Linked DNA regions of Sus scrofa: regions 2, 3, 4 and 5 are each linked to region 1. Evidence: chromatin contacts called from public Hi-C, HiChIP or PLAC-seq and promoter capture Hi-C data. All regions are on one chromosome and are shown on one strand. The core of a region is the stretch at or near the end of the contact, and the rest is flanking DNA. Distances in the headings are between cores, read along the strand shown. Region 1 holds the start of PRMT1 (protein arginine N-methyltransferase 1). Region 2 holds the start of CCDC155 (protein KASH5). Region 3 holds the start of RPL13A (ribosomal protein L13a). Region 4 holds the start of PTOV1 (prostate tumor-overexpressed gene 1 protein). Region 5 holds the start of FCGRT (Fc fragment of IgG receptor and transporter).

The links. Promoter capture Hi-C pulls out the DNA fragments that hold promoters and counts their contacts. Hi-C and Micro-C count contacts between places; a contact is called where the count stands out from the background. HiChIP or PLAC-seq counts read pairs in DNA pulled down with a chosen protein or histone mark.
Region 2: a Hi-C map of alveolar macrophages shows a contact between it and region 1, with 2.4 times the contacts expected there. The contact joins the promoter of CCDC155 here to the promoter of PRMT1 in region 1. A contact is called at or near these places in 2 of 5 promoter capture datasets (fetal liver and liver), 17 of 47 Hi-C or Micro-C datasets (alveolar macrophages, embryonic fibroblasts, fetal heart ventricle and 10 more) and 2 of 2 datasets of contacts at active chromatin or transcription factors (alveolar macrophages and skeletal muscle).
Region 3: a Hi-C map of skeletal muscle shows a contact between it and region 1, with 2.6 times the contacts expected there. The contact joins the promoter of RPL13A here to the promoter of PRMT1 in region 1. A contact is called at or near these places in 4 of 5 promoter capture datasets (fetal liver, fetal skeletal muscle, liver and 1 more), 19 of 47 Hi-C or Micro-C datasets (adipose tissue, alveolar macrophages, blood and 12 more) and 2 of 2 datasets of contacts at active chromatin or transcription factors (alveolar macrophages and skeletal muscle).
Region 4: a promoter capture Hi-C map of fetal skeletal muscle shows a contact between it and region 1, with 5 times the contacts expected there. The contact joins the promoter of PTOV1 here to the promoter of PRMT1 in region 1. A contact is called at or near these places in 2 of 5 promoter capture datasets (fetal liver and fetal skeletal muscle), 2 of 47 Hi-C or Micro-C datasets (brain and liver) and 1 of 2 datasets of contacts at active chromatin or transcription factors (alveolar macrophages).
Region 5: a contact with region 1 is called in an H3K27ac HiChIP or PLAC-seq map of alveolar macrophages. The contact joins the promoter of FCGRT here to the promoter of PRMT1 in region 1. A contact is called at or near these places in 1 of 5 promoter capture datasets (fetal liver) and 2 of 2 datasets of contacts at active chromatin or transcription factors (alveolar macrophages and skeletal muscle).

Annotation. Positions count from the first base shown.
Region 1 is chr6:54,717,562-54,720,116 of Sscrofa11.1, reverse strand. PRMT1 (protein arginine N-methyltransferase 1) reads right to left here and starts at 1,272. Exons shown (of 9, transcript XR_002344722.1): 1 at 1,125-1,272.
Region 2 is chr6:54,475,702-54,478,256 of Sscrofa11.1, reverse strand. CCDC155 (protein KASH5) reads right to left here and starts at 1,268. Exons shown (of 20, transcript XM_005664724.3): 1 at 1,080-1,268.
Region 3 is chr6:54,563,502-54,566,056 of Sscrofa11.1, reverse strand. It overlaps RPL13A (ribosomal protein L13a), which reads right to left and starts at 1,264. Exons shown (of 8, transcript NM_001244069.1): 1 at 1,225-1,264. The coding sequence starts at 1,239.
Region 4 is chr6:54,864,307-54,866,861 of Sscrofa11.1, reverse strand. It overlaps PTOV1 (prostate tumor-overexpressed gene 1 protein), which reads right to left and starts at 1,270. Exons shown (of 12, transcript XM_003127351.5): 1 at 900-1,270. The coding sequence starts at 1,070.
Region 5 is chr6:54,589,084-54,591,638 of Sscrofa11.1, reverse strand. It overlaps FCGRT (Fc fragment of IgG receptor and transporter), which reads right to left and starts at 1,287. Exons shown (of 6, transcript NM_214197.2): 1 at 1,215-1,287; 2 at 652-903; 3 at 249-524. The coding sequence starts at 1,287.

The DNA.
Region 1 (2,555 bases), core at 23-2,522:
CAGCACCGACACCTCCGCCAGGCAGGCCCCCGGAGGGCCTGAAACTCAGCACCGGAACCAGCCTCACACGCCTGCACGAGAACCAAACCTCACGGAACACCGTTTAAGGCATCCACGCTCCGGACCCTCACACAGGGCTTCAGGAAGGGGGAGGTTTCACTCCCACCCTCACAAATGCCCTGGGGAGAGAAACGGAGCAACGTTCGCGGCCTCTAGTCCCTCAGATCCCCTTCCCAAGACAGACTCTCTCTCCCCTCGCCTGGAAGGCTCCAGCGGGGAGGTGGGCTTTGGGACACGCCCCATGAAAAAGAGGTCCCTCCCACACAGCAGAAATGGCCACAAGGGGGTGCACGACGCCTTTTCGGGAAGGACCTCCTTCTGCTAGATGCCCCCCCCCAACCAGAGGGAGGTCACAGGGGCATGCTCCACCCCCCCCCGCCAGCTCCCCAAGCCCCGGGCGGGGGAGAATCCATCGACAGGAAACTGGGGTGGGAGGGGGGCCCAGAGGGAACCAATTCGTCTTCCTCCAATCCCAATTCAAGAATGCACGAAACCTGGACCGATGCCTAAGCAGATGCCCCGCTCCCACAAAGGGTTTGTTCAGGGTCAAGATACATCGGCCCTCCCAAGAGACTCTTTACTTGGCGGAGCCCCTAAGTCAGTCCCACCCCGAGATGCTTGTCACGATCCCCGGGGAGGAGGGCAGGGGGCCTCAGAGGGAGGGTCGGAGCCTCCTCCCCGCCCCCCCTCAGGGCGCCCCTCCCCCGACCGGGGGCGGGGCCTTTGTCCCGCACGTGGAGGCCGCCCGGCCGGCGGGCACGGCACACCCCCTCCCCACCCACCGCGCTGCGGCCACGTGGGGACCAGGCCGGAAGCGCCCCCAGCCCTTCTCATCGTGGGAGGGGGCACGAGACCCTCGATTCTAGGGGGTGCCACAGGCGCTCGAAAGCTAGGGAACCCGCACCTCAAACGGCATCCCGGATCCGGAGCATGCGGCGCCCCCTCCGTACGACTAAAGGATTTCAACCCCAATCCGGCGACTCAGAGCCCCTTCCCCACGACGGAGGCATAAAACGCTGACCCTCAAACTGCCCCCCGCCCCCGACGGCGCTCCAGGCGCTCACCTCCATGATGCAGTTCGCGGCCTCGGCTGCCGCCATCTTCACCCGCACCTACTCCTCCTCCGGCCGCCGAGACCCCCCCCTTCTCCGCACTCCCCCGGGACCGCCTTATACCGGAGGGTCCACGGCCCGCCCACCGCGACCCCGCCAGGAGATCTCATTGGTAACGGAGGTGACCCGTCTGGGAATACCGCTTTGCAATTGGGCTAAAAAGACGCCCATCAAAATTGAGGAGACCGCCCAGTCTGGCGTCCAGAACCCCGCCCCTTTAGGTCGACCGGGATGGGAGGGACTGCCTGTCTATCGCAAGAAGTGCGACAGGTGATTGGGCAAAGTCAACAGGGAGTTCCCGCCCCTTTCCCCTCAGCACCGCCTTCAAGCTTCCCGGCGGACCCCGCGCCAAGCGGACATCTTGAAACAGAGCAGTCTATCACAAAAATGACCCGCCTCTTGATGGCTGCTATTGGTTTATCAGCTGTTGTGACGTCACGAAGCTTTTGGCCGGCCTCAAGGAGAACGTGACGATTGGCCCACGAAAAAGGAAGGCAGGGCTTTAGGCTCCAGCGATTGGCTCAATAGAACTGTCAGTCATCGCCCTTTTGATGGCTTCTCCCAGCCGGAGGGGCGGGCACTCAGGAGGAACGAAGGAGCTTGTGCCCATTTTCCTGAAGGAAAACTGACCCAACGAGAGGCCCAAAGAGAGGGAGTTCATGTCTGGGGTCCCGAAACAAATCAGGAATGGGGCTCGGGCGTCAAGGTATTTAACCCCTGGCCCGCTACTTAATTGTTCCATGTTTTTTAAACCCAGTGACCCCACTCAAGCCACTTTGCTTTTTGCCAAGTCCACCCCTGCAGGTAACACACGCCCCCTTTTTCTGTCCAACTCCTTTGTCAGTCAGGGCGCCCTTTAGCTGCCACCTCCTCCAGGGAGCCTTCCTAAACCTGCAGGAAAATTACGTACTGAATGAAGATGAGTGCCACTGGCAGAATATATGCATCACCCCAGAAAGTTCTTTCATGACCTTTTCTATTCAACATCTCCCCACCCAACCCCAGAAACCATCACTTTCTGTGTTGTCACCGTCACGCATCTTTTCCATGTCTAAAATTTCGTAAAAATGATAAAAACATTTTTGTAAAAATGTAATTACAGTATGTACACAAGTGTTTGTCTTCTTTTACTGAGCATAATGCTGTTGAGAATCATTCATGTCACACCTAGCAGTTGTCCAGTCCTTTTCATGGCTGAGGAGTAGTCCATTGAATCCATGGGTTACATTTTCCTCTTGATGGGTATGTGGGTATGTGGGTGGTTTCCAGGATAGGGCTGTTAGGAATAGAGTGGCTGTGAACCATCATGACCAAGGCTTTCTCTGGATCTATGTTTTCCCTTTTCCTGGGTAAACTGAGAACACAGCTGGGTCATATGCTAGG
Region 2 (2,555 bases), core at 19-2,518, 240 kb after region 1:
TGGTCCCTGCAGCTCCTGGCTTCTGTCACCCTTCTCTCCACTGGCCAACCTCTAGGTCCCTCACTCTCATCATGGCCTATGGAGACCCAGCATTCTCTGGACCCAGCAAACTCCTCTGGGGAGCCTTCCCGGAGCCACTGGAGCAGCTAGGGACGCCCTCCTTTGTGCCCTGACGATGCCCTGACGATGACAATGGTGCCCACAGGGCTGAACTGGGCACGCTGGGGCTAATGGTCATCGCAGGGTTGCCTGGGGCCTCTCTGTCCTCACCCCACCCGCACAGCCCCTTTCCTCACCCAGTACTCCCCATACCCCCTTCTCCCTGGTGCCAGGCAGGAGCTACAGCTATGGCATGCACGCTTCCTGGCCATTTTTAGAAGGTCCTAGAAAAAGGGATCTTTGAAGAGAGACCCTTTCAGGGTGTGGACAAGGCGGGGGGGGGGACGGGCGGCGGAAGAGGGTCAATAGTTGTGGGTCCTGTGTGGGGAAGGGTCCCTGAGAGCCTCTGACAGGGTTTGGGGGACACACTCCTGGTGAGGGACCCAGGGAGGCTTTGGGGTCTTGGATGGGGAGATTCTAGCAGGAGGACCTGGGCAGGAATTCTGGGGATATAAGGGGGTCTCTAACTGGATTTCAAGAGGGTCTCTGACTGGATTTCTGGGGAGTCTCTGGGTTTGGGGGGGCGGACATTTCTGACAGGATTTTGGAGGGGAATCTGACATGATTTTTGGTGGATGTGACAAGACTTCTGGAGATCTCTGGGAGGACCTTGGGGGCTTTCTAGTAGGATTTACAGAGGGAGTGAAATGGGACTTCAGGGGGGCTCTCTGACAAGCTCTGAGGGGGAAGACTACAGAATTTCTAGAAGATTCTGACGCGATTTCAGGGGTCATCTATAAGATTTCGGGGGGGTTCCTTTCAGTATTTCTGAAGGAATTTGGTCAGGATTTCAACAAGGCTTTTTACAAGGCTTGGGAGGCTTCTGCATTGGGGCTCTAGCCTATGATTTGGGGGCTTCGCTAGTCAGGAGGAGTTCTGACGCGGCTACTCTGGGGAACCTCGCTAAGGCCGGAGCGCACCTGAGGCCACGGCCCAGTCTCGGGACACAGCTGAAGGCCACGAACGGGACAGTCTCGGGACACAGCTGAAGGCCACGAACGGGAAAAGGCAGTTGGGTCGTGAGGAGACGCGCGTGCGCTCTTCCCGCCAGAAAAAGCGAAGAAACAGAGGCGTGACCGAGAGCGAACGCGGTGCCTAAGCCACGCCCCTCCCGGGCTCCTCCCCCGACGCAGGCGCACACCGGGGCGAGGCGCGCGCTCATGCAGGTACCAGCAAGGCTGCGCATGCGTAGAGATGCCCGCGGGCGAGCCCCGCCTGGTGGGGCGGGGCGGGGCGGGGCGGGCGCATGCGTATTGGCCGAGCGTCTAAGGCAGAAGGGGTTCCCAACTGAGAGGAGGCGGCGGGGTCACCTACGTCCCCTGTACTGGGTCTTCTCTGTGGGCTCAAGTTTCGGTGAAACGGACCCCAGTGAGGGAGAGCTGTTATGAGCCACCAAGTTTTGCCCTCTGTTCAATGCTGGGCTGCCGGTCACCGTCACAATGCCGTCCTGCCTCACCCCTCCGGAGCCGTTTTGGGGCTCCAGTCACGAAGGGGTCATAGATCCCCGAAGAATTTTTTCCCAAACCGTTTAATTCATTCCCTTTCGGAGAGAGTGGAGAAAAAATACCTTCAGCTTTTCTGGCTAGAGAGAGGAAGAGGATTACAGCCCAGATTGACTCCCTGGGAGGGGCATTTGGGATAAAAGATGTTATGCCCACTCGGCCTCTTTGCTAGCCCAGACAGAGAAAAGGCATCCTTTTTCTTTAATTTTTATTTTTTGCCTTTTGTCTTTTTAGGGCTGCACCCCGAAGCATAGGGAGGTTCCCAGGCTAGGCGTCGAATCGGAGCCTACGCCACTGCCACACCAGATCTGAGCCGGGTCTGCGACCTTACCACAGCTCACGGCAACACCGGATCTTTAACTGAGCGAGGCCAGGGATGGAACCTGCATCCTCATGGATGCTAGTCATATTCCTTTCCGCTGAGCCACGACAGGAACTCTGAAAAGGCATCCTTTTGCATCCTCTTCTCCATCTCACCATCATGCGTTCAGCGGTCACTTCCTAAGAGAGGCCTTCCGCTGACACACTGTCTACACTTCAGATCCTCATCTCTATCCACTTACTGTTTTTTAGTGGTCCTCGTGGCACGTCTCACCATGTGATCTACTCTAAGTTTGTGCACTGTCACCTCCCTCCGCCCCCACTCCCCACCGCCTCCCCCGTTGTGAGCTCTTAGCAGTAAGAAGTTGTTTGGGAACCAAAACATAGCTGGTCCAGTGTGTACACCCCAAAATTTTTTGTTGAATGAATGAACGAATGGATGGACAGTATCCTTGCCTCTGAACTGCTGGGCAGTGTAGAGTGATAAGACCAGAGTCAGACATTCTTGGGTTTGAATTTTGGCTCCATCGCTTCCTTCCCGTAACCTCAGTTTTCCTCCCAGAAATGGAGATA
Region 3 (2,555 bases), core at 15-2,514, 150 kb after region 1:
GCGAACCAACCGTGGCCACACTGAGCATCCAGGGAGAACGTGGGACCTGGATGCAAGCTGTAAAATCTTGACAGAATCCCATCCCGTCCCTATCTCAAAGGGTTGCTGCATGAATGTCAAAGCGAAGAAAACCAAGGTTCAGGGTGGGTGATGCGAGACAAAAAAACCCATGCTGGCCCTGTGTCTCCGAGTGTGAACTGGTCAACTGCTTAATCCATGGCTTGTCAAGAGTCAAAGTCCCCGTATCAGGTGCTTGCTATACAAGTTGGGATTGTTGAAAAGCAGCGTAAAAGGCTACCGACGCTAAAGCCAGATTCCCTGCCAATGTGACTTTGATCAATCAGAACCCTCCAATCTCCAATACCAGCCTCAGGAACACTGCGATAAATTAAACGAATTACACAAAACATAACGCAAGCTGTGCCAGACACCGTAAAAGCCGGGACGCATGTTCTGAGAACCCTATCATATGCCTGGCTCCAAACTTGGTTTTCCCTCCCTAACCATAGACCCATCACGTGCAGACCCCCTCCAGAACCATCCTCCTTTTATTATCCAAGAAGTCACACAAAGAAATCAGGCAGTCAGAGCACGGCTGCTGCTGCCTTCCTTGAGGGCCTCCAGGTGCTTAAGGGCAAAAGATGTGGAGAGCGGTAGAACATTCCATCCCAGTCCTCAGCACCAGCAGGACTCCATCAACCCCGAAGCAGAGGGACAAAAACCAGTTGGCTCCCGCATGCCCTGTAGGCAGTTTTCTCAATCCACTGCAAAAGATTTCCTGCCAAAATACCCACAGTTGGGGAAGAACCCAGGAGGCCGAAGGAACCCACGGCTCTGGCCGGGCCTAAGTACCCTCCATTTTGGCCAATCCTCTGCCGCCGCGGGGCGGCCTTCCGCGTGCTTCCCCAGCGCTGGGGACACAAGGGTCTACTTGGGCCAAGAACAAGGTAAACGAGACCTAGTTTTTAAGTATCCTTTCTTGTGCTGAAGGCCCTAACACGGCTCCTCAAGGGAAGAACGACGCCGCATCCTGGCCAGCCCAGAACGCAAAAGCCATCTTAAATAGCCGTTTTGGACTCCTCTTACCCTAATGGCTTTCTGTTTTGGTCAGTTATCGATCCTAAATTCCTTCCACAGCACACTTGCGGGGGAAAAGAGGTCCAACCTCGGCCCGACCTGCACGACCCCGACCCCACGCCGCCCCAGCCCGCGCGGAGCCGATACCTGCCCCTCCGCCATCTTCGGCAGCTGCCTGGGAAAGAAGGAACTCTTGGCGCAGGGTTTCTTATCCCTTGAAACAGGGGCGGAAGAAGTGACGCAACAAAGGCCGTTTCCCGTCTTTTCATTGGCCAGAGTGTCGAGCGCGTGCGCAGAAAGGCCCCACTGCAAGGCGGGTCTTCTTCTGGCTGACCAATCAGTGTCGTTCCCATCCGACCTGGGCGTCCACGGCTATACCGGGAGAGATCGCATTGGGGTAGGGGGCGGCCCTGCTGGGGCGGGGCCCTCCAGCCTCCGCCCCGGTATTTCTGAGGGGCTAGCAATCCTCGCGCGAGCTGCCCGCGGGGTTTGCAGAAAGCGGGGTGGGCCCAGGGCTGGAGGCGAGCGCCGGGAAGGCGGGAGGAGAGAGGCAGTTACTCCCTAGAGCAATGACTGGCTGCTGGGCGCGTGGTGGCAGCTCTCAGTCTAGGCTTAGAGATCTGGATTCCGGTGCCTGTTTGGCTTCCTTGCGACCTGGCCAAATCCCTGGCCGTATCTGGGCCTCAGCGTCCCCATGTGTCAAGCAGATGGAGCTAATCTTCCCGATGAGGTCTCATGTTTGAAGGCATGACTTCTGGATGCCTGAGTGCCCCACAATGAGCTTCGGACTCTCTGGACAAAGCTTTTGCTTTGGCTGTGCCACTCGGCTGGGATGGCCTCCCCTCCACCCCACCTTCTAAGATGCGGCCTGAGTTCTTTGCTCCAGAGAGCCTCCATGATAGCTCAGGCTGGCTCAGGTCCCTTCTCTGGGCTCCCACAGTTGCCTATACCGCTTCCATTAGAGCGTGTGTAATCCTGTACTCAGGGCCCTCTGTGTCCCTGTCCTCTCCAGGGACCAGGAACCCTGAGAGGGCTGGTCCCAACCTCTGGGCCCCCAGGAACCTCAGAAAGTAGGTCCTGAATGAAACGTTGCCTTAACTGCAAAACCAACACCCAAACCCAAACTGCGCCATCCACACCCTGTCCCCTCACAGACAGGCCAGGCTAGAGCTGGCAGAAAAGAATGATTTATATACAGTTTCCTGGGGCTAAGGGCTTTGTACAGAGGGGGGAAGGTGGGGCCGGGGTCGGGTGCTGGCGTTGCCTCCATCCTGGGGAGACAGTAACAGGGGCAGCGTGGCCAAGGAAGGGACCAGTCTCTAACTGATTTCCTCCAAGTTCCGCTCTGTGTCCTCTGGCAGGTGACTCCTCTCTCTGGGCCTCGGCGTCTTCCTCTGTAAAACGGGATGGTAGATGACTCGTGGGCTGTCTGAGGCTCCACGGTCAGAGGAGAAGAAGGCCCATGCTCAGGGCTCAGC
Region 4 (2,555 bases), core at 21-2,520, 150 kb before region 1:
AGGGGGAAGGCGGCGGAGGGAAGGATTACTTTTAAATTTAGACAGACGTTCAGAGTCCGGATGGCTACGTATAAAAGTCCATGACACATTTTTAAGGCTCATGCAGACCTGCCACAGCTCCCCGCCAAGCACAACGCCGGGGCAGAATGTTTTAAGACAGCTTGAGCGCCAGGATAGAACGCGCATCCCCGCGAGAGTGTCACGGTTCGGCAGTCCGTGAAGCATTGAGATGTGGCTTTACCGCTCCAGAAAACCTTATAGAGCTTTCTGAGAAGTGTATGCATGTTTCATGGCTGGCGAAGCATCTGTAACTTAGGGTACCTGCGAAGCTAGATGTCGAAGCCTGCAAAGCTAGACTTGCAGCGATCGGTAGGGGCATCCCACATCTGCGCGAGCGTGCAAATAAATCCTGGGCGCACACGCCACGGGCGCCGTGGAGGGGCGCGTGGGCCCGAGGAGAACGCCCCCGAGGGCAACACCTGGGCGCGCGCGAGTGCAAGACGCGAAGCCCCCACTCGCCGCCGTCCCCCAACCCCCTCCCCCATTTCCAGATTTCCTGCCGGGAGAGCGAACAACTTTCCCATTGGAAAAACAAGCGCGCACGCTGCCCGCCCCCCACCCCGCGTTTAAATCAGGCCGCGGAGTCAGCAGTAATCTGAGCGCTCCCCGCCCCCGTACCCCACCCCCGCCACCCCGGCCCGAAGGCGAAACAAAGGGGAGAGACCGGCGCGTACCACCTGAGGGGTTTCACGGGGGAAGCCGGCCCCAGGCGGGACCAGCCTTCGGGCCACCCGAAAGACCCCTAAGAGAAGTGGGTCGCGGACAAAGACGCCTGCCGGGGAGAGGGGCCTGCGGGGGCGGGGCCGTGGAAAGCTCTGGAAAAAGGGCGGGGGGCTCACCATGGGAGGGGCCGAGCGAGCCCGGATCCGCGGCGGCTGCGGACCCCGGGGACTGGCGGGCCAGGAGCGCGAGCGGGCGGCGCGCACCGTGAGGAGCGGCAGGGGTCGGCCGCGACCCCCGAGGGGGCCCCCAGCGCCGGAGCGGTGCGGGGCGCGGCGCGGACGGACCATGGCGGGCGTGGGCCGAGCGGGCTGGGGGCTGCCACGGGCCGCACGGGGGGCTGCGGGTTCCACCGACTGAGGGGCGAGGGCGCGCGGCTTCGGGGGAGACGGGCTGGGCTGTACCAAACGCGGAGGACGCGCCGCTGGAGAGGGGTTGCTGCGGCCAAACCACTGTGGTGAGCGGGGGAGCGCGGCGCCTACCAAGAGCGTCTGCGAGGGGGCGTGGCCGGCGTGTACCAAAATAGAGCTAGGGGAGCCCCGGGAAAAGGAGAGGGTGTGGGGGGCGGGGAATTCGACAATTGGAAGATACTATGGGCCGAAGGGGAGGGACCCAGAGGACGTGAAAGAAACAACTTCGGCGGGGGCGTGGCAGGAAAGACCATGCCGAAGCGTCACGGGGGGGGCGAGAGGAACGTAGAGGACGATACCAAGATCGGGATGGGGGGTGACATACCGGGAGACCGTACCCTGAGTCCCAGACCCTCGGAGCCGGGAGACTATATCAAGACACATCAGGAAAAGGGGGAGGAAGGAGTAACAGACCTGGGGGCAACGGAACCTACGTAGAAGTTTGGGGATACGGATCGTACCAGGCCTAAGGCGAGGACTTGAAGGCTGTGACGTGGCTAGGTGGGCCAGGGACCACAACTCCCAGCGATCCCCGCGCGGTATGGGCGGAGCCAGAGGTCCCTGGGAGACACTGCCAGTGATATCTGCGTGCCAACTGGCCCCCGCGCCTTAGGCTCCACACGCCTCCCTCCGCACCTCCTCCGGCTTCTTGCCACCCGCCTTTCAGGGCCATTCATTGATTCGCTCATTCACTCAAGAATTAAACGACTGTGTATTCACTTACTAGAAGTTGTGTAAGATTTCTTGTTTCAATTTCCCTGTTTCTTAAATGTGGGTAATAACTAACCATTCATTCATTGATTCTCTCATTCACTCAAGAATTTAACGACTGCGTATTCACTTACTAGAAGTTGTGTAAGATTTGTTTCAATTTCCCTGTTTCTTAAACGTGGGTAATAGTTAACCCCAAACGGTTATGAGGAACAAATGAATTAAGAAAATAGGGAGTTCCCGTCGTGGCGCAGTGGTTAACGAATCCGACTAGGAACCATGAGGTTGCGGGTTTGGTCCCTGCCCTTGCTCAGTGGGTTAAGAATCCGGCGTTGCCGTGAGCTGTGGTGTAGGTTGCAGACGCGGCTCGGATCCCGCGTTGCTGTGGCTCTGGCGTAGGCCGGTGGCTACAGCTCCAATTCAACCCCTAGCCTGGGAACCTCCATATGCCGCGGAAGCGGCCCAAGAAATAGCAACAACAACAACAAAAAAGACAAAAAGACAAAAAAAAAAAAAAAAAGAAAGAAAATATTAGGGGAGTTCCCCTTATGGCTCAGCGGTCAGCGAACCCGACTAGCATCCATGAGGAATGGGGGTTTGATCCCTGGCCTCGCTCGGGGGGTTAAGGATCCGGCGATGCCGTGAGCTGTGATC
Region 5 (2,555 bases), core at 38-2,537, 130 kb after region 1:
GCTGGCAAAGATGAAGGAATGGGAGGGCTGCTGGGAGCTCAAGGGACTCTGGGTGATTCTGTCTGGAGCAGATGGAGAAACGTCAGGAGAGGGACAGAGGTCAGGCCGCGTGGGGCCTCAGGGCCAGGCTGAGGGGCAGCTGGGCGTGGAGGAAGACCCCCTGGGACGCGGCTCGGGAGGAGGGGGTAGACTGAAGGCCAGGGGGTCGGGAAGGAGAGGCCTCGCGGGACCCTCAGGGGGCTGCTCACCCTTCCACTCCAGGTTGCCCCGGCCCCTCTCCAGATGCCCCAGCAGCCGGTGGGGACAGGAGTAGAGCAGGAAGGTCTTCTCCTTGTTGACCGCGTCCGGCTCCTGCATCCACTTGGAGCCAATGGTCCGGGCCTCGGGCCACTCCCCATCCCAGGTGCCCAGCTTGGTGTCGAACTTCATAAACTCCTCGCCATTCAGGGCGAACGTGGCCACAGGCACCGAGACATTGTCGGGGCCCAATTCGCAGCCCAGAAGGCCCTGCAGGGTGAAGGGCCCTGGGGCGCCGCCAGCCGCGTGAGCCGCGCCCAGGCGCCGAGGCCACAGCCCCCCGCCTCCCTCCCAGCCAGGACCCAGGCCGCCCGCCCGCGTCCCCTGCCTGCGCCCCCGGGGTCCCAGGCCCACCTCCTTCCTCCAAGGTTTTGAGAGCCTCGAGAAAGAGCTTCTGCTTGTTCCTCAGGTCTGCGGTCTCCTTCTCCCAGTACCAGGACACCTGGCTTTCCCAGACCCAGGCGCCGTAGGGCTCCGCCTGGGCGCGCAGGTTATTGTAGCTCAGGTACTGCTGGGGCCCCAGCCAGCCCGACACCCAGAAGGCGGGAGCGCCCGGGGTGGGGGCGGACACGGCCGTGAGGTGGTACAGGAGGGAGCGGTGGTTGTCTGCGGGAGACACGGGCGGAGGGGGCGGATGGGGCAGTGACCCTCGCCCCGAGGGGGAAGAGCCGGCACCGCGGACGGAGGGGCCAAGGCAGCCAGCGGGCGCCGCACGCAGACCGAGGGCCAGCGACCCAGCGAGGGGGGCCGGGAGCTTCCCAGACACACCGCCAGAGGGAGGAGGCGATGAAGCCCAGGGAAGCAAAGGAGGAAGTGCCCGGCTCGAGCGGGGCCTCGGATGTTGCTTCCTTTGCTCTTTTCCCGGCCGCCGGCACCTCCCCGGTGCCCGGCCGCCCCGGCCCCGGAGCCCCCCTCACCTGCGCGCGGCGTTCCGGGCAGCAGGAGGAGCAGCAGAGCGAGCCACCAGGGCTGAGGCCGGGGGACCCGCATCCTGAGCGGGAGACCTGGGGCGGGAGGGGGCGCGTGACTCCCTGGGACCCCCGCCCCGCCCCGCCCTGCGTCCCCCAGTCCCTGCGGCGGCGGGCTCCGGGGCTCCTGTCCCGGAGAGTGACCGAAAGGCCCGCCTCCCCGATGAACTTTCACCCCTTCGTTTGCTCCGTCGGGGTTAATGAGTGACAGAGTCTGGATAGGCCGGGAGGCGGCGGAGGCGGCCCCTCCTCCTCCTCCTCCTCCTCCTCCTCCTCCTCCTCCTCCTCCTCCTCCTCCTCCTCCCTCGGACCCGCGAGTCCTCGGCTCCCGCCCGCCCGCCCGCCCGCCCCTCCTCCCTCCGACCCAAAGGTCCAGACCCGGGGCTCCCTCCTCCTGGAGAGCCGAGAACCCGGCGCCCGGCCCTCGCCTCCCAGGCTCTGGGGCCCCAGCCCCGCTCACAGCAGCCGCGATCCCTTCCCGCCGGCGGCCCCAGCTGGCTCCCGTGACTGGAGACCCCAGTTCCTCTCTCACATCCTGTCCGGAGAGGCGCCTCCACTCCGGGAATATCCAACCCCGCCCCCCAGCTGCAGGGCACACCCCGGGCCCTGGGCCCAGCCGGGAGCTGGTCTCAGCCTCTCTCTAGAAACTTGGGTCCTTTTTTTCCCCCGTCTCTTTCTTTGTGGCTCCCTGGTTTGAGTTTTGTTTGGGGGCTTTGTTTTGTTTTGTTTTTCGAGGGTGCCGGCGATCCAGCAAATTCATGACAACGTTGGGAGTCAACCTTATCGGAGCCCCACCTTTAGAGATCGGCGCAGGCCCCCTTCTTACCTCGTCAGCACCCCCCCCCAGGTCTTCACTGGCTCCTGCTGTGATAAGTCTTCCAGATACTTCCACACTTCCTCCTTTGAACCCCTCCCCCAGGGTACCCTTAAAGTGCTCCTGCGGTACTTTGATAGCTTCTGATAGGACCTCAGTAACAGAGTCCTGATATACCTTCGTGCTTGGGGGCCTCTTCCAACCCCCCCACCCACCCCCGCAGCCCACACTCCCGCTATAATGCTTCCATTCATCCGTTTTATTGCGGTAAAATGCACAAAACAAAAGCGTTCCTGTTGGTGACATTTAGTGCCTTCTCTGTTGTGCCACCACAGCCACTACCTAGTTCCAGAACCTTTTCATCATCCCCAAGGAGACCCCGTACCCCTTTAAGTAGCCCCGCTGCTCCCCTCGGCTCCTGGCAATCACCGATGTGTACGTTCTGTCTCTAGGAATTTGCCTCTTCTGGATTTTCA